Regions from separate parts of the Mus musculus genome. Here regions 2, 3 and 4 are each linked to region 1. Evidence: chromatin contacts called from public HiCAR-type, HiChIP or PLAC-seq and promoter capture Hi-C data. All regions are on one chromosome and are shown on one strand. Each heading gives the region's core, a stretch centred on a gene start, on an enhancer-like site or on the middle of the called end of the contact. The rest is flanking DNA. Distances are from core to core; before and after follow the strand shown. Region 1 holds the start of Wasl (WASP like actin nucleation promoting factor). Region 2 holds the start of Ing3 (inhibitor of growth family, member 3). Region 3 holds the start of Cped1 (cadherin-like and PC-esterase domain containing 1). Region 4 holds the start of Fam3c (family with sequence similarity 3, member C).

What was found. HiCAR-type assays count read pairs that join an accessible place to other places. HiChIP or PLAC-seq counts read pairs in DNA pulled down with a chosen protein or histone mark. Capture Hi-C pulls out chosen DNA fragments and counts their contacts.
Region 2: an H3K27ac HiChIP or PLAC-seq map of thymic regulatory T cells shows a contact between it and region 1, with 6 times the contacts expected there. The contact joins the promoter of Ing3 here to the promoter of Wasl in region 1. A contact is called at or near these places in 1 of 39 promoter capture datasets (pre-B cells), 3 of 484 Hi-C or Micro-C datasets (CD4 T cells, CD8 T cells and rod photoreceptor), 4 of 115 datasets of contacts at active chromatin or transcription factors (double positive thymocytes, regulatory T cells, stem cell-derived neural progenitor cells and 1 more) and 1 of 9 other capture datasets (liver).
Region 3: a contact with region 1 is called in a HiCAR-type map of astrocytes, with 2.6 times the contacts expected there. The contact joins the promoter of Cped1 here to the promoter of Wasl in region 1. A contact is called at or near these places in 1 of 39 promoter capture datasets (liver) and 2 of 115 datasets of contacts at active chromatin or transcription factors (astrocytes and large pre-B cells).
Region 4: a promoter capture Hi-C map of adipose tissue shows a contact between it and region 1, with 5 times the contacts expected there. The contact joins the promoter of Fam3c here to the promoter of Wasl in region 1. A contact is called at or near these places in 1 of 484 Hi-C or Micro-C datasets (regulatory T cells) and 2 of 9 other capture datasets (adipose tissue and liver).

What each region holds. Positions count from the first base shown.
Region 1 is chr6:24,662,764-24,669,042 of GRCm38.p6, reverse strand. Wasl (WASP like actin nucleation promoting factor) reads left to right here and starts at 4,048. Exons shown (of 11, transcript NM_028459.2): 1 at 4,048-4,507. The coding sequence starts at 4,400.
Region 2 is chr6:21,946,528-21,952,806 of GRCm38.p6, reverse strand. It overlaps Ing3 (inhibitor of growth family, member 3), which reads right to left and starts at 3,192. Exons shown (of 12, transcript NM_023626.4): 1 at 3,014-3,192; 2 at 2,698-2,769; 3 at 578-678. The coding sequence starts at 3,041.
Region 3 is chr6:21,982,255-21,988,533 of GRCm38.p6, reverse strand. It overlaps Cped1 (cadherin-like and PC-esterase domain containing 1), which reads right to left and starts at 2,624. Exons shown (of 22, transcript NM_001081351.1): 1 at 1,475-2,624. The coding sequence starts at 1,723.
Region 4 is chr6:22,353,785-22,360,063 of GRCm38.p6, reverse strand. Fam3c (family with sequence similarity 3, member C) reads left to right here and starts at 3,983. Exons shown (of 10, transcript NM_138587.4): 1 at 3,983-4,069.

The DNA.
Region 1 (6,279 bases), core at 2,799-5,298:
GTGTGAGTACGTATTAGGTATCTGGGGACTAGACCTGAGAGTTGCAATAGCTATCATAGGTAATTCACTAACATTGAATAAGAATTCAATTTCCCACTAAAATCAATGAGGAGTGTGAATGGGTTGCAGATAACCTATCAACTCTTTACACAGAACCCAGAAAACGACTTGTACTTAAAATGAATGGAAACAGGAGAAAAGAAGTTTGTCAGCTTTATTTTTGATAACAAATAAAACACTCCACATTTAACTAGAAAAATATTTACTAGAACAAATCCTCAAGTTCCCAATTTACACAGTGCTTACATAAAAATGTGCACATATTTTATAATGTGGACAGTTTACACCCATGAAACTTAGATGCTGCAGTGAAAGAAGCGGTATTCATCCCTGCAGCATCCAGAACCTCTTGCTTTGTCTCTATAAATCAGTTCTCCCACAGCTGGGCATCATCAGTACCAGCAATTTTGGCTCCAATGGCTGACTGCCATGGAACTCTGTGTGATGCTATTACCAATTCTCCCATAGAGAAGGGTGTCACTATATTTTAATTTACTAACATTAACCAGGGAAGTAATACATTTCAGAGGACCTGTACATCCACAATGACAACTGTAAAGAAATAAAATGGGAAGTGTGGTCATGGTAGTATGGGTGACACCTGAAAATATCCCCTCACTTCCATAAATACGTTACTATAAGGTTTTCTGTCAAAATGAAGCACTCACCTTAAAGAATAATAGCAAAGAAAGCAGTGGAAAATAAATGTCTAGGAGAGAGTTTAGTATAGGGAAAGGAAACCACATGAGAAGTGAAATCTAAGACTTACTTTTGTATTTGTTCTATCTCTAGACTTTTAATACAGCAGCTGTACTTTAGATGAAGATAAAAAAAACCCCTACCTGTTTTAGCCTAGTGAACTTCAAAACATCCAGCTGAAGGAGACTCAAATGCTTATTTCCTGGACTATATCCAATCTCTCAAACTGGGCAAAAAGAATTTGAGATAAGAAAAGGACTTGCCAAAGAAAACAGTGAATGCTGTCTTGTGCTCTGCAGGAGGAGTTATGCTATCAAGAATAAAAGTCAGGGGGACTGGCTAGGCTTCTTGAAACAAATATTGCTAAGCCTTCTTGATACCAGGATGAATGAATAAAGCAGAATCCTTCGTGTACAATAGAGAGGAACTTCCCCAACACTTTGTTCTTCACGCGTTCAAATGCATAAGGAAGTCTTATTTCCAACGAAATGTTCACACTTACATTTTCTTGCTTTATGACTATCAAGGTATTGGGGAAAGCCCTGAGGTGGGGGTGGGGAGGCTAGAAATAAGAACTCAAGCTGAAGTTTTGTGGACAAGGCACTATATTTAAGATTTGTGGAAGACATAAATAAATAAATTGGGATTAAGGAAAAAGCATTATGATAATGACATTTTTTAATCTTCAAGTCTAAAGAAAACAGACAGCAGTGAGTGAAAGCTGTACTGAGGTAAGGCCTCGAGATTTCTTGAGGAGGAAAAGAGCAGACAATTCAAAGAAGCACAGGCTAGTAGACTGGAACCCAATCGGTCTCTCCTAAGAGGTCTGGAAACACATACCAGGCCACAGTTTTTTGGTTTTTTTTGTTTCTCTCATATCTATTTTCAAAGCAGTTTGGTGGTCAGTGAGAGCTGGTATTTTTAGTTTAAAAAATGTTCATTCTAATTTTGTGTACATTTTAAAATGAAAATAAAATTACATCACTTTCCCCCTGCCCTCCCTCCAGCCCCACCCAGGCATCCTTCCTCCAACCCCTCCTATGCCACCTCCCTACACACATTCTTAAAATAGTTTTAATTGCTTTTTTGGGCTTTGTTGTTTGTGGTGTGTGTGTGTGTGTGTGTGTGTGCGCGCGCGTGCGCGCGCGTGCTCTTGCATGCACTCTCGTGCACTCACATGAGAGAGAGAGAGAGAGAGAGAGAGAGAGAGAGAGAGAGAGAGAAATGAGAGAGAAATGAGAGAGAATAGAATCCAGGACCTTGTGCACATTAAGCAGTCATTCTCTGGTCTAGGTCCTATCTAGCTTCTTGGATTTTACTAATTAACAGGCCTGTCTACAATTATAATATTAGCAGTTTGGTTACTTTAGCAAAATGGACTAAAACAATCTGGCAAAATCTGTAGCCTGATCACTAAGAAAAAGAATATGTTCTAAACTCATGGACATAGATTTGAGAATTGTGTAAGGCTGTGAATTAAAGGTTTTTGAAAAATCAGGCTTATATAAAATAGATGTAAAAATACATGCTTCAATACTTGATCCTCTAAGACAAAGATATACATAGCAGACCACTAGCAAAGATGGTGAAAAGGGAGACAGGCCGTGGGTACTCACTGTGTATCAGGTACACTAGCACATGGTTTTCTCTCTACATTTTTAAAGTAGGTCTAACTGTCCCAAGTTCCACTATACTACCTCCATGAAACAGTGATTTTATTTTACAGATGAGGAACCTGAGACAGAGAAGCAATTCCCGGATGTATTTAAACAACCGTCTAACTGGAACTTCAACCTTGAACCAACCGCAGCCTATGTTTTTGGATAAGGAAGTGTTCGAGTTTGAAAATGTCAGGGCTGAAACATTTCTCAAGAACTTGTGATGATCTTGGCTGTCACCATGCTTTCAGTTGATAAGAGGTGCATTTTTAACAAATCATAAACTGACTCATCTTCCAGGTTTCTTAGCCCCACGGTTCAAACATTTCTTGTACTTCAAATGGTGCCTTTCACAAACCTACTATTTTAAAAAGTTTTGCCACTTTTAAAGATTATCTTTTCCGTTAACATTAACATAATTTGAGATATCCATATACTATGTGAGAACTCCTAAGAGTATATTCGCACATCCTCTGTTGTAGGCTTGCTCTTCATCACCCAATTTCATTATGTGCATTATAGGCAGCTTTACAGCTTTGTTTTCAGTTCGTCGGTAATAGTTTATCAATGTATTGAGAGCTATCAGAAATTTACCAGAGTTTGTCATAAAAGTTGAATATGCAACTGTTTAATTAGAACTAGGTAATTAGCAAACATCGTTAGTACAACTTATGTGATACGTTGTATGATTAATGTTAATAGTAGGATGTACATTTTATAGAATTCGCTGTAATCTGGTTTATCATCTCTATATTCCAATTTTTTTAAATTAAAGCTTTTTAGTTTTCAACCAATGATTTTATACTAACCTTTAATATTATGAAACACAGTAATGAATTCTCATTATTTACTTCTGCTGGGAATATTGCTCAGCTGGCTGAGTATGCACCAGGCCCTAGGTCCCTGCACCTAGAATACAGAGCCATGAAATTAACTCGTAAGGAAAAAAGAGGTAAGGTGTATTCCTACACGACATTCCCAAACGCGTGCATTCATCCTGAATTAAAGAGACAAGGTGCTTCCAACTTGAGATAGAGAAAGATTGAGAGGGGTAGTTTCCAATTCACAAGGCAAGGAAAAAACTACACACACCTATCCCACGAGATCCGCCAGGCGGGTGGTGGACGCCTTTTGCGATTCTGTTTTTGACATCTCTGAAGATGTCTATCCTGATCTTAGCAATGTCCCTCCACGCCCCGTTGGCGGCCGGGACTAAGATCCAGAAACCCGAGGCACCTGCGGCTCTGACCGAAACTACGCCGGCCGACCTTTCTCTCCAGCTAAACTAGATCTCCCTGACAGGCGGCCTGAGAGTCTCGCTTCGATGCCTAACAAACACTGGCTACGCGGACCCGACGCTCCGCAAAGGTGGGCGCTGCTGCAAGGGGGCGTCCGGCTCGGCAGTCAGTGTAGGAGACCCGCCAGCCCTGCCTCGCTCTGAGTCTGCGCACGCGCGCGGTGGTCATTGGTGGGGGCGACTAGCCTGCAACAAGACCTCAACCGGGATGAGCCTTGCCGCTTCCGGAAGGGGCGGGGCCTGGGTAGGACACGCCCCGGCACGCAGCAACCGAGGGGGTGTCCCGCCTTGCCGAGTTTCCGGCGCTCTCCCCCGCGTCCCGCGTCCCGTGGTCTCGCCCGCCCCCGCTGCCATGTTGGATTGTGCGGCTGCCGCCGCCGCCGCTGCCGCCGCCGCCGCCAGAGGACTGGAGGAGTAGGGAGTTTAGCGCAGCCGCCGGAGTGCTAGGACAACGACCATCCAGCCGGAGCTGAGCAGGGCGGGAGCCCGGAGCTTCCCTGTCGGCGCGCGGCCCGAGGGCGCCCGCCGTCATCTCCTTCCCTCGGCCTCCGCGCGCCGGAGGAGCGACGACGGGATGCTGCGGCTGTGACCGCCGGCTCGCGCCCCTGTCACCCAGAGTGGGACCCGAGTGCTCGCCCGCCGCCAGAAGTGACGACCCTGGACGCTCCACCCCACCGGCGACACCATGAGCTCGGGCCAGCAGCCCCCGCGGAGGGTCACCAACGTGGGCTCCCTGCTGCTCACCCCGCAAGAGAACGAGTCTCTCTTCTCCTTCCTCGGCAAGAAATGTGTGGTCAGTAGCCGAGACCCCCCTGTCGCCACCCCCCAACGTCTACTGGCGGGTTCGGGCTGGGGGGGAACGGGACTCAAGGGTAGGAGGGAGAAGGGGGGCAGGCTCGGCACGGCTGGGGTGCTGCTGCGGGCCAGGCCTCCAGCCTCCCGGGCCCTGGGGCTCCCCTCACCCAGCTCTCCGGGTGCAGGCCTGCCCGGCCCGGAGCCACCTCCCCCAGCTGCTGGAGAACAAGGGAGTGTCACCTCCATAGGCCTGCCCAGTAGCCCAGGTCCGCCGGGCCGGGCCGGGTCCGTGCCCTTGCTGCAGGTTCAAACTTTACTCTAGACCACAAGGGGATTTTGTTCGTGCATCAGCAGCTTAAGATCTCAGGACAGGATCCCAGCATTGGCCCTTGCTTCACTTCCCACTTCTGGATCTGGGTTATCTTCTTTAACAATGCTAGAGGTTTTAGGAATGAATAGATGGGGAAAGAAGCGAATTGGATTTTCGGTCCGCCTTAAGGATTCCGGGAGAGAATAAAGTGCAGTGCAGGTTCATGGACACTTAGGATCAGAGCAAGGGCAGGAAATGCGCCTGCTCCCAATTGCAAAAAACAAAAACAAAAAAACAAAAACGGGGTTTATTTCTCCAGCAGAAACTAGGCCTAGTTTCTGCTCTCCGCCCCACTGTGGGTTTTTCTTTTCCTCCCTGGCGTTGTGGGGTGGGGTGTAGGGTGCTGTTCGCTCCCAAGCCATGCGTAGGGAAGCGACAGTTTCTAATAGCTCACGGCCTTTGGGATCAAAAGTGGTTCTGAGTTTGGTGCTGTGAGGAGGCCCATTCCAACCCCAGATGGCGGATTGGGAGCAAGCAGTTCTGTGGGAAGGGGAATGGGTGTTATTGACGGAAGCATTCATTACGTTGGCTGCAGGCCTTTCTGGGGTGGGGAGGTTCTCTGGGTGAAGGCCTTATCTTGATCTTCCTGAGGTGACTGAGTTGAAAGGGGGATTGTTGGAATGCTAGCCGGCTCCCTTTCTGCCGTGTTTGCTAGCTCTCACAGAGCCTGTGCCTCTGGAACCCAGGAAACACCCAGAGAAGTTTCAGCCGAGCTGAACCATTTCATATCCTCCCTTGGCAATGTTGGAGATGTCAGAATCAGACTACACCTGCTGAAGAAGTTAAGAGGAGACAGTTTCTGGAAAGTTACCAGATTAATTGTTAACTTCATGATCTGACTGTTCATATCGACTTTGGGAAACCAAATCATTCCATCGGACTTAAGATGTATTTCTTGTTCTAAAATTTAGACTTTAAAGAACACTGCGTTCACTGACTAAAGTAGAAAACAGTGGTTCAAAAAAAGAAGAAAAAGAGTTTGGGAGAAAATTTACTTTAAAGATGAACCAAGTCTGTCCTCTATAGTTCTTTAAACAAATGAGAAAATGGAGCTCTTGGCCCCAAGTCACATAGTAATTTAGGAATGTAACTGGAACTATATGCCCAGTTACTTTGTACTTTCCACTACATCATGTTGTTTGGTGAGGATTTTGTTCCCCTTATTGATTTGTCTCTCAAAGTGGTGTTAAAGGAATAACTACTTCATTTTTTACATAAAATTAATAGAAATAAAATGTAAATTTCTTAAAGCAGCATTAATTTTTGCATAATTTTCAGTTTAGGGAAATCTTTTTATTTTATTTTTATTTTAATATGAGCTGCCTGCAAGCAGGGTAGAGGTCATCTTTGCTGGTCTAGTACCTTTAGTGTACAGTCTATCAAACATTAAGTAGCTCACT
Region 2 (6,279 bases), core at 1,943-4,442, 2.7 Mb after region 1:
AATGTTTCTGTATATCCCTGAAAACTTTATATGAAGGTTAGGCGTAAGGACTTATTCTTCCTCATGTTAAAAGACTTGACCCAGGTCACACAGCTACATGGCAGTGAGGACCAAAGCCAAATCTTTGAAAGTTGTGTTCCTAGACACCACTAAAGAAAGACACCAGATCCCACACACACACAGCACTAGTGAGCTTATCTAATCTGTAATCTAATCTGCAGGACAGCCTTAAGGCCCGCAGCACTAGCTAAAATAAACTTCAGCAAGAATTACAGGAAGCTCTAAACCAGTGCTTCTCTACCTTCCCAATATTGTGACCCTTTAACAAAGGTCCTCATGCTGTGGTGAGCCTCGGCCATGAGATTATTTCTGAATCGTAATGTGTTTTCCGATGGCTTTTGGTGACCCTGTGAAAAGGTCATCTGCCCCTTGAGTTGAACTGCTGGTCTAGAATATACCAAGTGCCCCCAAGTCCCTCATAAGTGCCCTCACTCCATATCCAGGTATCTACGTAATGTTACTATCTCTCCTAGAGGGTCCCAATGTGACTGCCAATTATCCAAGGCATCACACTTACTTTTTTGATGGATGCCATCTGTTCTTCTCGCCACTCGGGTTTATTCTTCTTTGCATTCATAAAGAACTCACTGACTCTTTGTTCTAGTTGATCCATTGCATCTGACACAATAAAACATTTCATACTTAGCCGACCAAACTGCTTTGATTTGAGGAAAAAAAAAAGACATCTGACAACTCTGTTTTAGCTTATACACATTTTGTACTATAAGCAGTGGTGCCTTCATTACATTAGTTTTTAAAAAGCTGAAATATTCTGTACTGACTTTGCTATTTCAAAACATTTTCCAGTAATCAAGGTAGAGTGAATTGTACAGACAAGGATCTACGCCACAACCCGCACTGAAATCAAAGTTAATGGCATTAAGTCAGCTGGTTACGGCAATCAGAGCTGCTTACTAACAGTACTCCTGGGACGGTCTCATACTTCTTTTAATAAAAATAGTGATGACAGAGTCAACACTTGCTCCATAGCACCAAGCACCTCATCACGTCCTCTCACAGGAAGGGATAATATATGTGACCGTTGCTCACCATTTATTCACTCAACACACATGCTATTTACTCTATGTAAGGCTTCGCCAAAGCCCAGGTCAAAAATAATGACCTCAGTGGATGGCTGCTAAAAAAATAAATAAAAGGGGTTTTGTTGTGATGGAAATGGAGAAAAAATTGCCCACTATATTTATCATTTAAGCAACTTCAGAGCAGGATGGCTTTTTACAAAAGATGCTGAGATGCTCTAGTTAATCTTCATTTTTAAAACACAATTTACTTTCAGCTACTTGCTGACCTTAGACATGCTGATACTTTTAATGCCTACTCACTTTGTTTCCGAAAACTCCAGGATTACAAAGTAAGTAAACTTGAAAGCACTGTCATATGAATAGATTAAATCCAAACTATCCCAGAATTTTAAAAAAATTGAATGATTGACAATGTTTTAAATTATCCTTTATTCTAAACCTATTTGTAATGGGCATTATACATCCTAATTATCTGTATTAGTTTAAATCCTCAGAAGACTGTCAGTTTTTAAAAAAAAAAAAAAAAAGCAAACAAGCCCCCCAGGCAGCAAGGCTGGAGTTGTCCTAGTCGTCCTGTCCAAGAGTGAACCCAAATCTGTCTGCCACCAAACTCTACTCAATCCCTCTGGAATGTGCTTCGGCAGGTGTTTACTACTGCAACTACCTTAAAGTCAAAGAGAAAAAGCACACCTATTCCAGTCACAGATTTATGAGAGGCTATTGGGCAATGCACCCCAAGAGATGACCCAGAGACTGAGATGAGAAAAGTACAGTCAGGGACAAAAGGTACAGAAATGAGGGGCAGGGGCGGCAGAGGCTCATGAATGAAGAGAACAAGCCCTTAGCAAACTCAAGTTACCTTTGAGCCTCTTCCAGTCTGGCTTTTTCAAAAGAACAAGGTTCATTTTGGAAATAAGTCACATATAAAGCTGCCAAGCACTGACAGAAAAAAAAATCAATGCTAGCAATGCCTGAAAAGCCAAGCACTAGGCAGACAGAAGCAGGAAGATGAGGAGATTAGAGCAAGCCTAGGATTATTATACATATTGAGTGTGAGACCAGCCTGAATGACGTGGTTGTGTTTACAAAACAAGAAACCAGTAGGGAAGCCTATCAAACGTCTACAGTTTTCTAAAGAGCAAGCGGGTGATTTCCTTAAAATCTGATCTCTCTCACTCATTTCTGGCTGAGAAAGTGTCCACGCTGTTCACAGCTCTAAGTGTCTTCCATTAATATGCAACTTGTCAAAGTTCGGCCTTCCGAGTTCACTAGGGTCCCTAGCCTGCCCTTCTATGTCTTTGCTCTGGAGAAATTCGGAATGTAATGAACTTTTAAGTCTGAATGCAGAACTCCAAGTTTCCACATCCAGGCTCGGGTGCAAACCTTCTGAAAATCACGCGAGTTTCCACTGCGGTGCAGTGTCGTCATCTCCATGCAGTACACAAACAACTGTGTTTGCTGTGCCCCGCGTGTTAACGGTACGGTGTGCCCGCCGCCTCCTTGTCACAGCCTGAAAAAAGTAGCGCGGAGGACCCGCCAGGCGATGCCCGAGGGAGGCCGGGGCTGCGCGGGGCCGTGGAGACGCGCCACTTACTCTGCACCTGCAGATCCATCTCGCGCATCTCCGTGAAGCGGTCCCGTAGGTCCATCGGAAGCTGCTCAATCACTGTCAAAGGCACAGTCCGTCAGAGGGCGGGGCCAACGGCGAAGGGACGCGCTGGCGTCACGCGTGTGTGCGTGCGTGCGTGCGTGCGTACGGGAGGGGGGGCGGCTCACAACGAGGCTGCCAGTTACCGTGAGAAAGAAACATCCCCCGCTCCCCCTCCCTCCCGCCATCCCGCCCGCCCGGCCACTCGCGCTCCCGCCCGCCGCCGATCCCGCCCGCCGCGTCGCCGGCGCCGCGCACTCACTTTCCAAATAGTCCTCTAGGTACAACATCGCGGCCCTGACTGTTGCGGGGACGAACGGGTCCAGGGGTTTATTTGTGTCACTCGCTGTCGCCGGAGTTTTGTCCCTTCCAATATGGCGCCTCCGCTAGCAGCACCCGCTCGACTCCGGCAAAGGAAAAAAAAAAAAAAAAAAGCAAAGGAAAAAAAAAAAGGCTCCACTTTGGCGCCTGACGGCGCTTGCCTCACTGCCGCCCGCCGTTGCTATTGGCTGTCTGCAGCGATGACGTCAACCGGCCGGTGCGGATCTCCGCGGTATTCTGGGAAATGTAGTCTTCTTTTTCCCCGAGCGTGGCCATTAGTGAGGGTGTCTCTTGGAGTGGCAACTACAGAAACCACACGCCTGCGCGAAACGGGCACGCCAGAATCCGAAATGCGGTGCCTCTGTTTATTTGTTGATTTCTTACATGGGGGATGACGGGAGTTGTATGCGCCTGCCTGACACAACTAGGAACAACTTTTCACCTGTTCTGGGCGGTGATTCTAAGCCCGCCGTTTGTGAGTCATGGATTTCTGGCTGTGCTAGGCAAATAGCAAAGATTCCAAACGCTAGAATAATCGGCTAAGTTCGGAAAATTCAGGTTGTTTAGAACAGAACTCGCTGCTGGAATTTATCTTCATTATTCACTCCTGATAAATAAATGGGACAAGTGATTGGTGTCCCTGCAACGTTAAGATAATTTATAGTGAGACTGGAGCGAATGTGCATTTCCCAAATTAAAAGACACCCAAAATAGTATTCAGTAGCCAGTTATGTTTTGCGGTGTATCTTGTGTTCATTGTAAAACAACTGTTCAAATGCATCCGCAATAAAGTAAATAAATAGATGAATAAATAACAACCAACCATAAATTATAGTGATTTAATGCATTGCTGGCATATACTAACAATGATTTAAATTTATGTTGGGTAAGTAGCTGGGTTAATGTTTATAGTTCTGGGCAGGCTTTTTTAATAACCCTAGCAAATGTTCACTGGTGGTATAACAAGTGTATCACCGCCCCGTTTCTATCTTAAAAATGCCTTTCATAAAAATTCGTACACTAAATGCTTCTGTGTTTTGGGGAAAATGATCCCTTCTTAGACTATCTGGTGGATTATAACACCACACACCTGTAATCCCCTAAGTGGGAGAATTGAGACAGGAGGATTAGGAGTGTGAGCTTTGGCAACATAGGCAATTAGAAGCCAACCCAGATTATGGAAGACCCTTTCTCATACAAAAGAAAATAAATCAGTATGACACATTTTATTCACTACTCAATATTTTTATGTTACAATTTTATTTACAATGACATACTTGTATTCTCTTTTGTCTTCTTTTAAAGCCATTTTCTTATTACTTGAATGTTAAATATATTTAGTCTACACCTGTTTAATTTAAATTTTGTACTAAAACTATTTATCTGTTTGTGCTCTTTGTTCAAAAGCAGCCACGTTTGTTTACAGTGCCTAATTTCATCTGTGTTGGGGTTTTTAACTCTGAATTCACTTTTCCAGGGTTATAAATATAGAGAAATTTCACTGCTGGAGTTAAAATCGAGTTTTGCTAGAGAATATTAGCATTTGACTCTGCAACTTTGCTGCAAGACACCATCAAACTTAGGGTCAAATTAAGTTATGTAGTTGAGGTTTATTCTATTGCACCGATAGATTGAATTGGAACCTGTAATGAAAATACTTCATTATATACTCTCAAGGGAGACTTTTTCTTCCTTATTGGCCTCTTAAGTCCAAGACAAGCATGTTTTCTTAGTGGCCTCTTATATGAAAAGAGTTTATTGCTCACCTACTCTTACATAGGGACTATTCCTCTTGGGATCCTGTCTTCTATTAGACTCCTCCTTGAGAACTGATTTTTGACGTTGTCTTCTTACAGTGGCTGGATGCATAGCTGTTCAAGCAGGAATTCTACATGGCCAAGATTTGATTGATAGTCTCTGAACTAAAGCTGACTTCGTTCCCAGCTTACCTCAAACGTGCTCATTTCCTTTGCTCATTCCTTCTGTATCCATTCTGAGAATTTCTATATGTCCTAGTAGAATATCAGTTCATTTGAATCCATTTGTTTATTTGAGATGGGATCCTGGGTAGCCCAAGCTGACCTCCAATTCACTATTGTAATCCAAGCTAATCTTGAACTTTTAACCTTCCTGCTTGCACCTTCAAAATGTTGACTTTGCAGGCTTGCACCACCTCACCCGATTTGGCTCCATTTGAGCTTGTTAACCCAGATTTTTAGAAAATTGTTTTTAGCAGATACTGCATTAAGAGTAGTTAATATGGCATGCTGTCAAAAGTAGAAGTTCACCGTGTCTATGTAAACCAAGTTTCCTCAGAGAGTGTTCTGTAGTGAGGAAAATGGAATTTTAAGATGATTTCAAACATAGTCAGTGTACACACACCTTCTAGAGAAGCCTAGAATAAGACTTACATGCTGTTTCCCTTACTGAACACAACCCTGATTGCTGGACTACATAGCACCTGCAGAAAGCTGCATTATCTATGCTATTGAATTATGCAATTGATGATTGTCGGTGATGCCACCTGCACACAACCAACACCATATTTCTTGGCAGTGCTTCCTATGATATAAAGGACTGTCTCTGTGTTTGTAGCCCTACACTCCCTGATAATAGCGTATTAATTCATCACGGATGTGCTGAAGGTGGTCCTATCTTAGGCATCTAAGCACTGTCTTACAGTGTGAATTGAGAATGTAGAGACAAGACACCAACAGCACTGTAATGCAAGTGTGTTTATTGTGGCACATGAATGTGTGGTCCTCTTGCTCCTGTGGCTAAACTGCATCATTGAAGCTCTCCTTCTTTCCTCACTGTTCTCCACTTTCTCTGTCACTGTCTCACAAAAGCTGTGAAATGTTGAAGGTGGTTTTAATGTTCAATGTGCCTGTGTCCATATGTGTAAATGGGGAATAGCAATAGAGATTAAGACATGGGGATGCTTGTGAAACTGTCTTCTATGCAGAGCTCTTAGATTAATACCAGTTATATGCCATTATTCAGTAAATGTTAGCTGCTATTACCATCATCATTCAGGTCACATGTCCCTCATAAGTTACCCATATTGCAGTTGGGACTTTCTGCTGCTCTGGGGTTCTGCTCTGCACCTGTGCTTCTCTTCAGGCCCCACGCTATTGGAAGATTTGTACTATTTGGGGGCGGGAGGAGGGGTGGTGGGAATGCACATGCCATGGCTTATGTGTGGAA
Region 3 (6,279 bases), core at 1,375-3,874, 2.7 Mb after region 1:
AAGAGAAACCCTACTCGCTTCCTACCTACTTACCTATCTACCTGAGCTATGAGCCTGAAAAACACCACAGTGTCCCCCGAGGTGTCAGTACTGACAACAGCAACCATGCTGCCACCCAAGATAAAATTCTGCTCCAAGTACTATTAAGCAGGCTCAGAAACTCCCCCCAAGTCTACATAGATAAAAGGCACCTCCTGCAGGTCCCAAAGGTATCTTGCCACCCAGTTCGGTGGGTTTTCCATCACGACTTCCCAAATAATTTGTTTTTCACCTCTTTTAGTTTTCTTCTTTATACTTGACAATGAGGGGCCTGCATTTGTCTGGCAGGCATGAACAGAGTGCAGTAGTAAAATGGACATTTTATGTTCCCTGGATTTGTGTTGTACCCTATACTTCACAAGTAAAAATAGTGCAACTATACCCTCGGTATTAATACAGAATGATCTGTTTCCAACTCTTTGCTTTCTTTCTTTGTTTTCCTTCCTTCCTTCCTTTCTTCCTTCCTTTCATTCTTTCTTTTCTTTTCTTTTCTTCCTTCCTTCCTTCCTTTCTTTCTTTCTTTTTTCTTTCTTTTCTTTTCTTTTGCCTTCCTTCCTTCCTTCCTTCCTTCCTTCCTTTATTTTGTATGAAACTGTGTAATATAGCTCAGGCTGGACTTGGGCTTACAATGTAGTTAGCCAGGCTGGCCTTGAACCCCTGGCCCCCTTCTCTGCCTTTCTAGTGCAGGATTATAGGTAGTCCACCACACCAAGCATAAATGCACACTTTAAAAAGAAAAAGCCTCACTACTTGACACAGGCAGGCCCAGAACTCTTCATGTGAAGCAGGCTGGACTGAAGCGTGACATAATTTTACTGCCTCCGCCTCCTGAGTGCTTAGAGTCTAGGTATGGACCCAATACTGGACCAGTGTTCTCCTAATTCTATGAACAATTAAACCCCATGTCAAGTATTTTTAAGAAGCATATGATACTATATTCTTTTAAATTCTTCCGAAATAATTAGTTTGGAAACATAGTCACCAACTCAGAATCAACTTAGCAGGTCTTGACATGGAACTCTGGAGGAATCCTTGAATTTGGGAGTCTTATCATTCATTCTCTTGGATTTAAGAAAGAGATACGGACTTTTTTCTTTCTTTCTTTCTTTCTTTCTTTCTTTCTTTCTTTCTTTCAGATTTTAAAACTGACTTTTGTTTCTGATGTGTAAATCCTCAGCTCTCGTAGACTTCTAACATCTTAAAAGCGATTTTCCCTCACTGCAATGAAGGTAGCCTCTAAAGGATAAAGGGCAGAACTCTTTAAGTAGGTTTAGGAAGTTTGGCAGCTTATGTAATACCTCTCCCAGTCACCGGGTCACTCCGCACTGTTTTCACTCTGGCTCCCATTCGGACCACATGGAAGTTAATTTTAGTTTTGCAGAAAGGAGAGAGAGGCCGACCACAGACGCCCAGGATAAACTCAACTCAGACTTACCTTCCTGGTTTCCTGGGTACTCGCAGAGAGAAGGAAGCATTGTTTGTCCTGCCGGTATCCTTCTTCACATCTGCTAGCCTGAGTTTGAGAGGGTGTGTGTGGGACAGTGCCAGAGACGTCCGCTGCAATCTTCTTAGTCCCTCGGAGTGTCAGGGTCTGGTAAAAGAGACAGATCGCCACCACCAAACCCACCAGGAAAGGTCGGGGGCAAAATCGCCGGCGACAAAGGAACCCGGGTCGACAGACCATGACCAGTCCAGGATCACTTGGCCCCTGGCCACGTTGTCAGTGTGAAAAAAACACACATCTGTCTTCTTTTTACACAATTCCAATCAAGTTCGCCCCATCTCCGCTTGAAAACTTTCCGAAGGTTCATGCCAAAGATTCATAGGACCCAGCGGTCAGAGGTGGTTAATAGCCCTTAAATGAAGGACAGTAAGAAGTGACTGGCCAGATTTTTTTTTAAGATGTCAAAATAAAGATAGTTATAAGAAATCATCCGAATGCATCCCCAGCTACCAAGAGTTCCTTCCGGTAATGCCTTACTTCCACAACATTCTTAAAGTCAGGAGTTCAGCTTGTCTCCTCTTTTGGGGCAAAAAGAAAGCACCGTAAAGCGGGTCTGGAGGCAGAAACCAGCCGAAGACGCAGTCGATTTAACGCGAAGTGCCTGTTGCACAGCTGGGCGCCGGCCAGGTTGTCCTAGCAGTTTCTCATTTTCCCTCCGGTTTTAAAGCCATCCCGCTCCCAGCCTTTTATGTTGTAGAACTGCTGCTTCCTTTCGTTCAGTTTTAAATTGCCACTTTGCTGCTAGCATTCACGGCTTTTAACATAAAAAAGGGGGATAGCAGTTTGGCTGTATGTGGTTACTGTCAGGGCTTTGCTTGCGTTTGGTCTCATTCCGTTTCAAGTTCAAAGTTCTGTGTACTTACTCAGTTTTCATCCTTTTAGCCAGATTTTTTTTTTTTCATGATCCCCTAATGGATTGCTGATCAAAATCACTTGGAAGGAAACACCCAGGCGTAGGACTCCGCTTCATCTCACTCTCACGCACGGACAGACACGCGCAGACTCGCGGAGACACGCGCGTGCCAGCTGCACACAGGGCCGAGAGCCGGAGGACCTGGGCCATCGCTGCCACCCAGGCCGAGCGGGGCGGAGCTAAACTAAGGCTTTTTCTGGCCTTGGGGGCTGTCCGAGCCGCGTTATAAGTTTCTGCCCCAGCAAAGGGTAGGCTACTAATGTGCATGGGAACAGCAGTTGGCACCCATATCCCAACTTGGAACGTGGCTACCTATCCAGACCCGCAGAATTAGAAATATACTTGATCTCTGATCCTCTGTGTCACTGCGTTTTCCTAATACAGAATAACAAATGGCTTCTAGTCAATAGATGCTAAAGGTCGAGGAAGAGATGAAGGCCGACTCTGAGCTAACCGGGAGGCTTATCACTCCAGGGAATTGTGGTCTCGCCTAAGAGGACAAGAGAGTCATCCGGACAGTCTGGACCACTGAAGAGGAAACATTCCGTGTAACTAAAAGTCCCCTCTCCATTCCAACAGAGTCCTTCCGCCGTTATTACCGCTCTGTGGTTCTCCGAGGCAAATAGTCTGATGCCTAGCTCTTCAAATGAACTGACTGTAGTAGGTATTGAAGTTCTAACTTTTGCCCAGGAGAAAGGAGTACCCAGCAGGCTTTTTAATTCCATACCAACCCTCTCACGGGCATCACTTTTGGCTCAGCAGGATGAGGGACCACCGAAGAGAACCTCCAGGTTCTTGCTTTGGCAGCTCTAGGAACGACTAGTTTAAGCTCACGGGGACATTCTTCAAATACCTAGATGGTTTCTATACTTTAGGTCTAACCAAACTTCTTATAGGCAGATGTTCTCCCTTGAGGCCACACCCCTAGAGTAAACCCATTCCAGACTCAGAGATTACACTCTAATATTTTGTGAGAAAGAGCGCCCCCTAGAGGTTCACAGCTACAAAAGATTCAGAAAATGGACATCTCTTGCTAGTAAGAAACTTGAGTCAGCTTGGGATAGATGAGCAGAGAGAGAGGAGGGGGAGGGAGAGGGAGAGACACAGACACAGAGAGAGACAGAGACAGACACAGAGAGAGACAGACACAGAGAGAGACAGAGACAGAGACACAGACAGAGAGACAGAGAAGGAAAAGGAGGAAGAAGAGAAGAGGGACAAAAAAGAAAAGAAAAAAAAACAAAAGAAAAAATAAAAAAGAAAAGAACAGAATAAAAAAACAAAAAAAGAAGAAGAGAAGAGAAAAGGAAAGTTTGCACCTTAAAAACAAATTAATTAGGTCAATATAGAATAAACAATAACTTACCTCAGTCTATTTACATATAGTCTATAAAATGTTTTACTACTATTTAATATATAAATTCAGTCTTCAATACCATGACAAATAAGGGAATGGGAGAAAATTAACCTGGTTTTCACATATAGACATTGAAAGAGCATCACTGCTGCATGCCACAGGTTTTGTGTGGATGTAATATATTTTGAAGGCCAATAGGAATTACTAGACCTCTAAACTGGAATGGTTTCTATGTTAATAAGACCCAGAGTATGGTAAAGCTGTTTACTGGGTGTTATGAGCAGTATAGGTAGTTGTTAATTATTAACCCTAGAATTATGAAAAAAAAATCAAGTTTTGAGGAAGGAAGAATCCTTTTTTTGGAGGGAGGAATTATTAAGTCACTGAGTCAGATTACAGAAGAGTAAATTGGATGCTAACTAGAATTGCCTTTAGGTTGGGAGAAGGGAAACGCAACAGAAGAGAAAAAGTTTACACAACATTGTAGCTTTCTTTTGGCTAAGAGGAAACTAGAAAGGATTCTGATAAGTTGAAGAACTCAATTCCCTATCTTGACTACAGAGTCCAAGGGAGCAGAAGACAGTAGTAATAATATTAGAAATAGTTATAGTATTAGAAAAAGAAGGGGTTAATTAGAAGAAGAACGTGGCAAAGGAAGCACAGCTCCCGGTGGACTGAGACTCCTGGGACCACATCAGATGTTAGAGTCAATCCACTACGGACATAGATCATCACACTCACCACCTCTTACAAGCTGTCCTGAAATAAATGCTTTGGAATATGAAATCTAAGTCCATCATTTGTGAGATCAGAGTCCCCCCTCCGAGTACTGATGGCCCAGGTGAGATGGTCCATGGAAGGCACCTAAGCATCCTGAACAGCTGGCAGGTGGATGAGAGCGGATGCACATCTGTTAGGTGCTAGATCCTCAGGCTCAGTCCGAGCAGAGCTTAGAATGTGGTGAGGTGTCGGACTCGTGAGCAGATCATGGAAATGGTGAGCCACGGGGAACACAAAAGAAGCAGATACAAACTCTGTCCCTAATTGTTCTCTTTCCATTATTCTTTGTGATGAAGGGGAACAGACGGTTTGAGAGGATGGCTTTAGTCATGCCTGACGATCAAATATTGTGTTCTCAAAGTCACAGTTTTGATGGCTAGATAAAGATAGAGATATTGGACATATTAACGCAGCACCCTGCAATGTTTCTATACATGCATGTAGCATGTTATTTACAAGTCAGCCTAAACATATATAATGACTCAATGCTTATCATTTCTTTGGGGTAAAAACATTAAGAATTTTGCCTTTAGGTTCCTCACAAATGGGATCATATGGGCTTTACTTTTTATACTCGTCCTTTCCCACCTAGCATAATGATCTCCAATTCTACCCACATTGTTGGAAATAACAGGATCTCATTCTCTTCTTTTATTGGAATAAAATGATGTAAGCATAGCTCATTGTCTTCACTCACCAGCTGAAGAACACAGTAGTCATTTCTATCCTTGGCTGTTTTAACTAATGCTGTGAACAAGAGTGCGGATGTCCTTTAAACACATTGTCTTGTATCCTTGATTCTGTGCCCAGCAATGGCACTGAGTGACTGATAGTAGTTCTATTTTCAAAGTTTTGACACATCTGCAGCCCTTTTCCCCACTAGCTGTAGTAACTTACATGGTCACCAACACTCCACATTCTTACCGTTCTTGCCATTTTGGCCTTGTACCATGACCATCCTAAATGGGGTGAGGTGGCATCTTGCTATGGTTTTGATTTGTGTCTTCCTGGCATTAGAGAAGCTGATCACTCTTCTAGATGCTAACAAGTGATTTGACCTCTTCTTTTGACAAATGTCTAAATGCAACCATTTTTTTCCCAATGGAATTGTTTTGTTTTTTGCCATTGAGTTCTTTGTCTTCTTTCTATATGAGTTATATTTGAGTGGGAGGCTAGGCAGAGTTAGATTGGAGTCTATACAGGAAACAATAAAGACAGAGACCATATTGGCTCAGTGGTGGGAGTGGGAGGGCATATCTGTAGTACAATTGTGAACCTGGGGTTTTGGCATTGTTTCAAACCAGATGCTTTTGTGATCTAGTTCATAAAGTAACCTTTACACACACACACACACACACACACACACACACACACACACACTTCTTTAAAAGTAGGCATTTAGCAGCATTGTGAGGAGAGAGTGGCAAACATGTACTCTAATATCAATGTTGTACAACATAGAACAATCTTCCACAAAACAAAAACCTTCAGTGTTCTTTCCAACATATAAAATATGATCTTTTTATGACACATATAGCTACTTTTGGTTTTGGTATGCACTTGAGGTACTTGAGTTTGACTCAAATATTCAATGAAGGCTTATTGTTTGGGAATCAAACTCAGAGCCTTGGACATAGTAGGTAAGCATTCTACCACACACCTACCCACAATCCTTGGGTTTTGTTT
Region 4 (6,279 bases), core at 2,734-5,233, 2.3 Mb after region 1:
TAGATTGAAAACTTAAGTATGCTTTTTATGCAAAGATATATATAGTATTGGATATATACCAAAATATAGTGCTGTGAAACATTCTAACTTCTTTATAATTATTGTGTTCTTATGAACAAGGACAAAGCTAGAAATTCTGAATGTACCTTGTTATAAAAATTCTAAATCATAGTTCTAAACTACACTTGTGTTTTATGTTTTACCCAGTATATATGCCTACTTTTACTCTGTATTTCTCATTAAATGGTCATGTCTCTCCTTTTTCTGATGAGTTGAGATTCTGACTTCCCAAGAAAGTCAAGTTTGAGCTTATAATTCAATTATGTATATATAAAATTTTAGAGTAATTATACTCCTAGCATTGGCCAGCTTCTACTCCTTGTAAAACCTTTGGTTATATACATTATTGACTACTATCTTAAAAACTACCTCAGAAATTAACAAAACAAATGTGTGTTATGTCAGGATGTTGCGGATTGTTTCACCTGGGCAGGTCTATTGGCATGGTTTGGAGTCACTTTGGGGATTCATTAAGCTGTGTTAGCTCTCTGTCAATGGATGCATTTCCTGAGGTTATCAACACAAAGTAGGCATGATCTCTTTCAGCTCTGCATGTTGTAGGTTTGTGGCCATGTTGGTTAGATTGATGCTTTTTGTGCCTGTGGCAAGGCAGGACCTCATAGCAGGAGCTGGCTAGTAGGGTTATTTTAACATATAAAAATGTTTACATTGAATTATAAACTCAAATACTATGCAGGAGGCTACTCGTGTCACAGTGACAGAGAAGCAAAAGAGAGAGAGGAAGTGGTTGGGTTTCCAATGACCCTTAGTAACCTAACTTCCTCACAGGGTCCTTTCTTCTTACAGGGCCCAACATCCTCCAGCAACACCACAGGCTGGCAACCAAGACTTTAACACATGGTGTTAGGGACACTAGCCCAAGCCATAAGGGGTTGGCATGCACAGTGCAGCACACCTACACAGTGCCTTGTTGTGGGTTACTGGGTGATTTGGAGGTACTTATCCCCCTCCCCCTCTCACATGGTACTCTCTCACCAGTTAATATCCTGGTCTGAGTTACTTTCCATGGTGACTGGAATCATTGGTGTCCATGTTTATATATGATCTGCTCTTCTAAATACAGAACAATGATTTCAAATCGATTATTCCAGTTAACTAATATCCTGGGGCTTTTTAATAATTTTTACCTTTAACATGATGGGATGGACTCATTATAATTACAGATTGTAGTTTTATCTCAAACCCCACGTGCACTGAATAAAGGATAAATCTTCTTCTTTCCTCCTCCTCCTCCTTTGTATTTTTGAGACAGAGTCTCTCTTTGTAGTCCTGGGTGTCCTACACCTTACTATGTAAACCAGGCTGGCCTTGAATTCACAGAAATCCACCTCTCTCTGCCTCTCAAGTGCTAGGATTAAAGGTATGTGCCCCCAGGCCTGAACAATGAATATGCTTTTTAAGCAAGCAAAAGAGAGGGACTATGAAGTTACTCATATGGGGTGCAGCTTGTCTCTGTGAGGTCTTAGCACTTTGACTCTGGGCATAGCTTCCTTCTCCTCCTTCCCTTCCTCCTCTGTATTTATAGGATTACACGAATAAGCAGATGTAACAATCTTAGACATGTGCTGTCACATAGTAAGTATACAAGCAACGTTAGCTTTAGAATATAAGTGATCATTGCCTGTCATTATAAGACACAGTAATATCAGGTTGGTTAGTACCTCCCAAAGCTGTAACGTTCCCTACATTCTCCTTACCTGTGAAATCTTCCAAGAGCTTTCACTAATCCTGAGCACTTCCCCTGTCTACTTACCCTAGACAAATAAAACCCAGGAAGTTGGCCCAACTCTTCCACAAAACAGGCTAACTCACAACCATTCTAAACAAGTGACTCATTGACTGAAAACAAAAGCAAAACAAAACCACAACCCGTGTACTGAGTAGGAAATATATATAGTCTACATTATAACACAAAACATATACATAGACACAGATTCCCACACACCGTGCGGCACGTGTTTTAGGAATGGTTTAGCTCTAGTCTGTTCAATGAATCAAAGGGAAACAATGTTGGTTGTAACTCATTTATTAATTTTATTGTTGACCAAAAAATGGATTCTGAGCTTTCTCTTATTGTGTGTTGGAAATTGGAAATCAAACTGACTTTCGGAATAAGCATTGCTTATTTTATCAGAATAAAATAATTCAGGTTTTATCAGAAGGTAGCAAATATAGTTTCCTTCCTAGTCTGTTAAGTTACCGAGGAAACGCTCATTCCCAAACGGGAATTTATTTTCCCACTCGAGAGATTTCATCAATTCTTTTAGTGGGATACAGGAACTAGAGGGGAGGCGCATGTATATTAACTGTTATGGCTTTTTAATACTGTAAAATCCAAATACCCCTCTCCCCTATGGGTTTATATATTTGAATGCTTAGCTACCAGTTAGTGAAACTGTTTAAGAAGGATTAGGAGGTGTGGCCTTGGAGGAGGCGTGTCACTAGGGGCGGGCTTTGAGGTTTCAAAAGCCCAACAATGTCTATTCTGTCTGTTGTCTGTGGATCATGATCTGAAGCTTTCAGCTACTGCTTAGGTGCCATGCCTGTTGGCTTCCCACCTTGATGACCATGGACTAATCCTCAGAAACTGTAAGAAAGCCCTGAATTAACTTTTTTTGTTTGTTTGTTTGTTTTTTGTTTTGACAAGAGTTGCCTTGGTCATAATGTTTCTTCATAGCAACTAAGTAACAAGGCAAAGGACTAGACAAGTGTTTGAAATTTAGCTCAGATGTTTACTGTCTCTTTCCCTTTCCTGGGGCCTAAGCAACAGAATTCATAGTTTTTATTTTATTTATTTATTTAATAATTTTGCTATACATTAACTTTCTTTAAAAGATTTATTTATTTATTACATGTAAGTACACATTAGCTATCTTCAGACACTCCAGAAGAGTGCTCCAGATCTCGTTACAGATGGTTGTGAGCCAACGTATGGTTGCTGGGATTTGAACTCAGGACCTTCGGAAGAACAGTCAGTGCTCTTAACTGCTGAGCCATCTCTCCAGCCCCCATAGTTCTTTTTAGGTTGTGTGTTTTATGTTTTGGAGGGAATGTTGAAATTTGATGACATAATTGTTATGATTAAACCCTATTACTTCATTAAGTTTAATTTTTGCTACCATAAATTATCCTGATTTCCAAAAAAAGAAGTTAGCAGTTGCAAATTATACAGATATGGATTTGAAACTAAAAATATTGTATTCTTAGATTGTGCATAGTAAAATTTGTGTTAATTTCCCAGTTACTCATAAAATCTTGATAAAAGGTAAACTTCCTAACAGATGAGAAAAACATTCCTCATACTGCTAATAATTTGAAAGAAGAAATTGACATGCAGCATGCAAACAATATTCTTCCCCTTGGATAGATTATTCGGGGTTGCAGAATTCGTTCTGAATCCCCTGTCTAGAGGATTTTTATGATCAGTTTCCTAGCTTGCAGGAGTCAAGTGAAGATTCCCCATGGTCCTAGTCTGAATCAGCTCTAGACTAGGACTGGTCATTTCAAATTGCCTCCTGAAGTACGTTAGGGTCAGGATTGTGTGTGTGTGTGTGTGTGTGTGTGTGTGTGTGTGTGTGTGTGTGACTGAAGGGCGGAGGCGCTGACACATTTTCCTTCCTCCCCGGGTGCCTCTCAGGTCCTGGCTGCGGACGCGGCAGCTCCCACGTGGCAAGTTCACATTGAGTCGCAGACGCGACCCGGGATCTTGGCGGCTGTGGTCCTTCCTCCAGGGACCTCAGCGTCGGCTCGGTCCTCCACCGCCAGGGGGCGTGCGCGGCTCCGCGGTTGCCGGGCTCATTGGCCGCGTCGGGAAGCGTGGGAGGAGGCCTGGGGCGAGCTGGCTTCCTCCTCGGCGCGGGCGGGCGCGCGGCGAAGCCGGAGGAGCCGGGGAAAGCCGAGGCGCGATCGGCGCGCTCGGGAGGAGGCGGCGGCGGTGGCACCTCCCGTCGGCCTCCGACAGGACTGACGGCGGCGCGACCGCAGACGGGTGAGGCTCGGGCTGGCGGCTGGGCTGGGCGCGGCTGGGCGCGTGGAGGCAGGAGCGGACGGAGCACCTCGCCGGCTGCCGGTTGCCTCCTGCCTCGCAGCGCGATGCGGGTCTTGGCTGCAGCGGGGCCCGGCCGTCCGGAGCATCGCGGCCCGCTCAGCGGCGTCTGCCCCGGGCGTTGGGTCGCGAGTGCCACCGGGCTCCGGCTGCACCTGGAAGCGGGTGTTTGCCCCTCGTGGTCGGTATCCTGCAGGTTGAGCGTTCCCAGAGAACTGGATGGGATGGACGGGCGTGCTGGATTCGAACTCTGTGCTGGACCGCCTAGACCCACTCGTAAAGTTTGCATTTCTGCCCAACTGGAGCTGCTTTCTCCTTTTGCAAGTGAACACATAGGTGTTCTATGTCTTTGATGAGTGCTGTTCATTTTATTTTTAGTTTTATTTTCTGCTGCGTTCACAGATGTAGTATGCATGATGGTCAGCGCTCTTATACTTAGTAATGAGTCCCAGATGGACGATTTGAGATCGACACATCTAGCTGTAACTTGCGGGGAGTCATCAGCTTCAATTTACATAGTTAATTCCTATAATATAGAACTACTATCTGATAGAACTTTTGCTTCGTTTCTTCATAGGAAGAAATACATGTATACAAAGTCCCTAATTTGCATCTTTACCGTCTTAGATAGAGTTACCCAGTATTTCCTAGCGCATATTTAGTTTTCACAACTCCTCACACGGGTCCTATTATTACTGCTCAGATTTTACAGATTAGGACACCTATTTCCTGAGAAAGTTTTAAAGTTGGATGGTAATGGCGGATCCCATGGCCTGAGCTTTCCTGGAAGGACCAGTGATAGACTTAAAATTTCCAAGTCTTTGGAAACATTGTTTCTCATACAGTGCCTTAGGGAGCACAGAGAAACCTCCATTACTGAAGAAGTAAAGTTAATAACTTCCCAGATGCCACTCACTAAGAAAAGTAAGTTACTCTCCCTTGCCCTGCTGTCTTACATCCCTGCTGTCTTACATCCTGTTTCTTTCTGGAGGTTGCTCATCTGATGATTTCTCTCCGGCAGTTTGCTAGGTTTTTAGTTTTATGCTAGTGATTAGGTTTGTTTCATAGAATCTTAAGACATGTACTCATTAAAACAACCAGCTGATGACTTCCAGCACGTTACGGCTCGACGCATCAAATTCAAGTCGTTCATCTGTCGTTGCTCATTACTCAGGTATAAGAGCATCATGCAAACTACAGCTGTGAACACAGCAGGAAAAAAAAAAATAGAAAAAAAATATTTCTTCTTTGTAGGAAGAAATTGTAACATAAAAAGGGCGAGATAGAATTCCTCTAGTCGGTGACATTCTGCGACCCTATGGTTGTGGAGACGCGAAGCTACAGAATGATGGAATTATGTAGACCAGAGAGGCAGGCACAGACTCTCAATGGCACATTTCTCCCTTTTGGTCCCTCCCTCGGTAAGACTGTTGAGCGTCTTGTGTGATAGTTTGATTGCTGCGTGAGCATCCTCAGCAGTGAGTTTCTGGTGATTTTCATCACGGCTCCTCCAGGCTTGTTAAGGCAGTTCTGTGGGATCAGCTGTGTAAACTAATGGCACCCTGCATTACCTGCAATTAGTGGGCTTGGAGTGAGTTTTGAAGGGCATTGCATAGGATCAAAATAGGAGCTTGTAAAATTGTCTTAGCTGATACAACTTCTCCCTCAGTGCCTTCTTTTTATTCTGTGCCCCTGGCTGCTGAGCTGCCTGCCTTTCTGTGTGGGCAGATAGAAGCACCCTGTTCCAGCACTTTCCCTCAGGGGAGCTTTTGGCTGCTGCAATCTGTGAACCTTGATATACTTCAGTTCTACACTTGACCTAGGTATGAATGAAGTGCAGGGAAACCCGGAAACATGAGATCCTGTGAATCCATATCAAGTGGAATGTGAAGTAGTTACAGGAAATGAAGATCCCACCATGATGGGTGGAAATTTATTCCCTCCTGCTCTTGTTTTCTTTCTTAAAAATAAAACAAAACCCCAACACAGTGAAAGCTGAAATACTGATGTTCTATTTTGATCCTCCTATAGTGAACACTTATTTTTTCATTTTTCTCAAAGGAAATTTACTTATTTTTACCTTGCATTCTTTTCATATGTAAGGGGTGGGGCCAAGGCCCATGCTGTGGCGCATGTGTGGCGATCAGGGACCA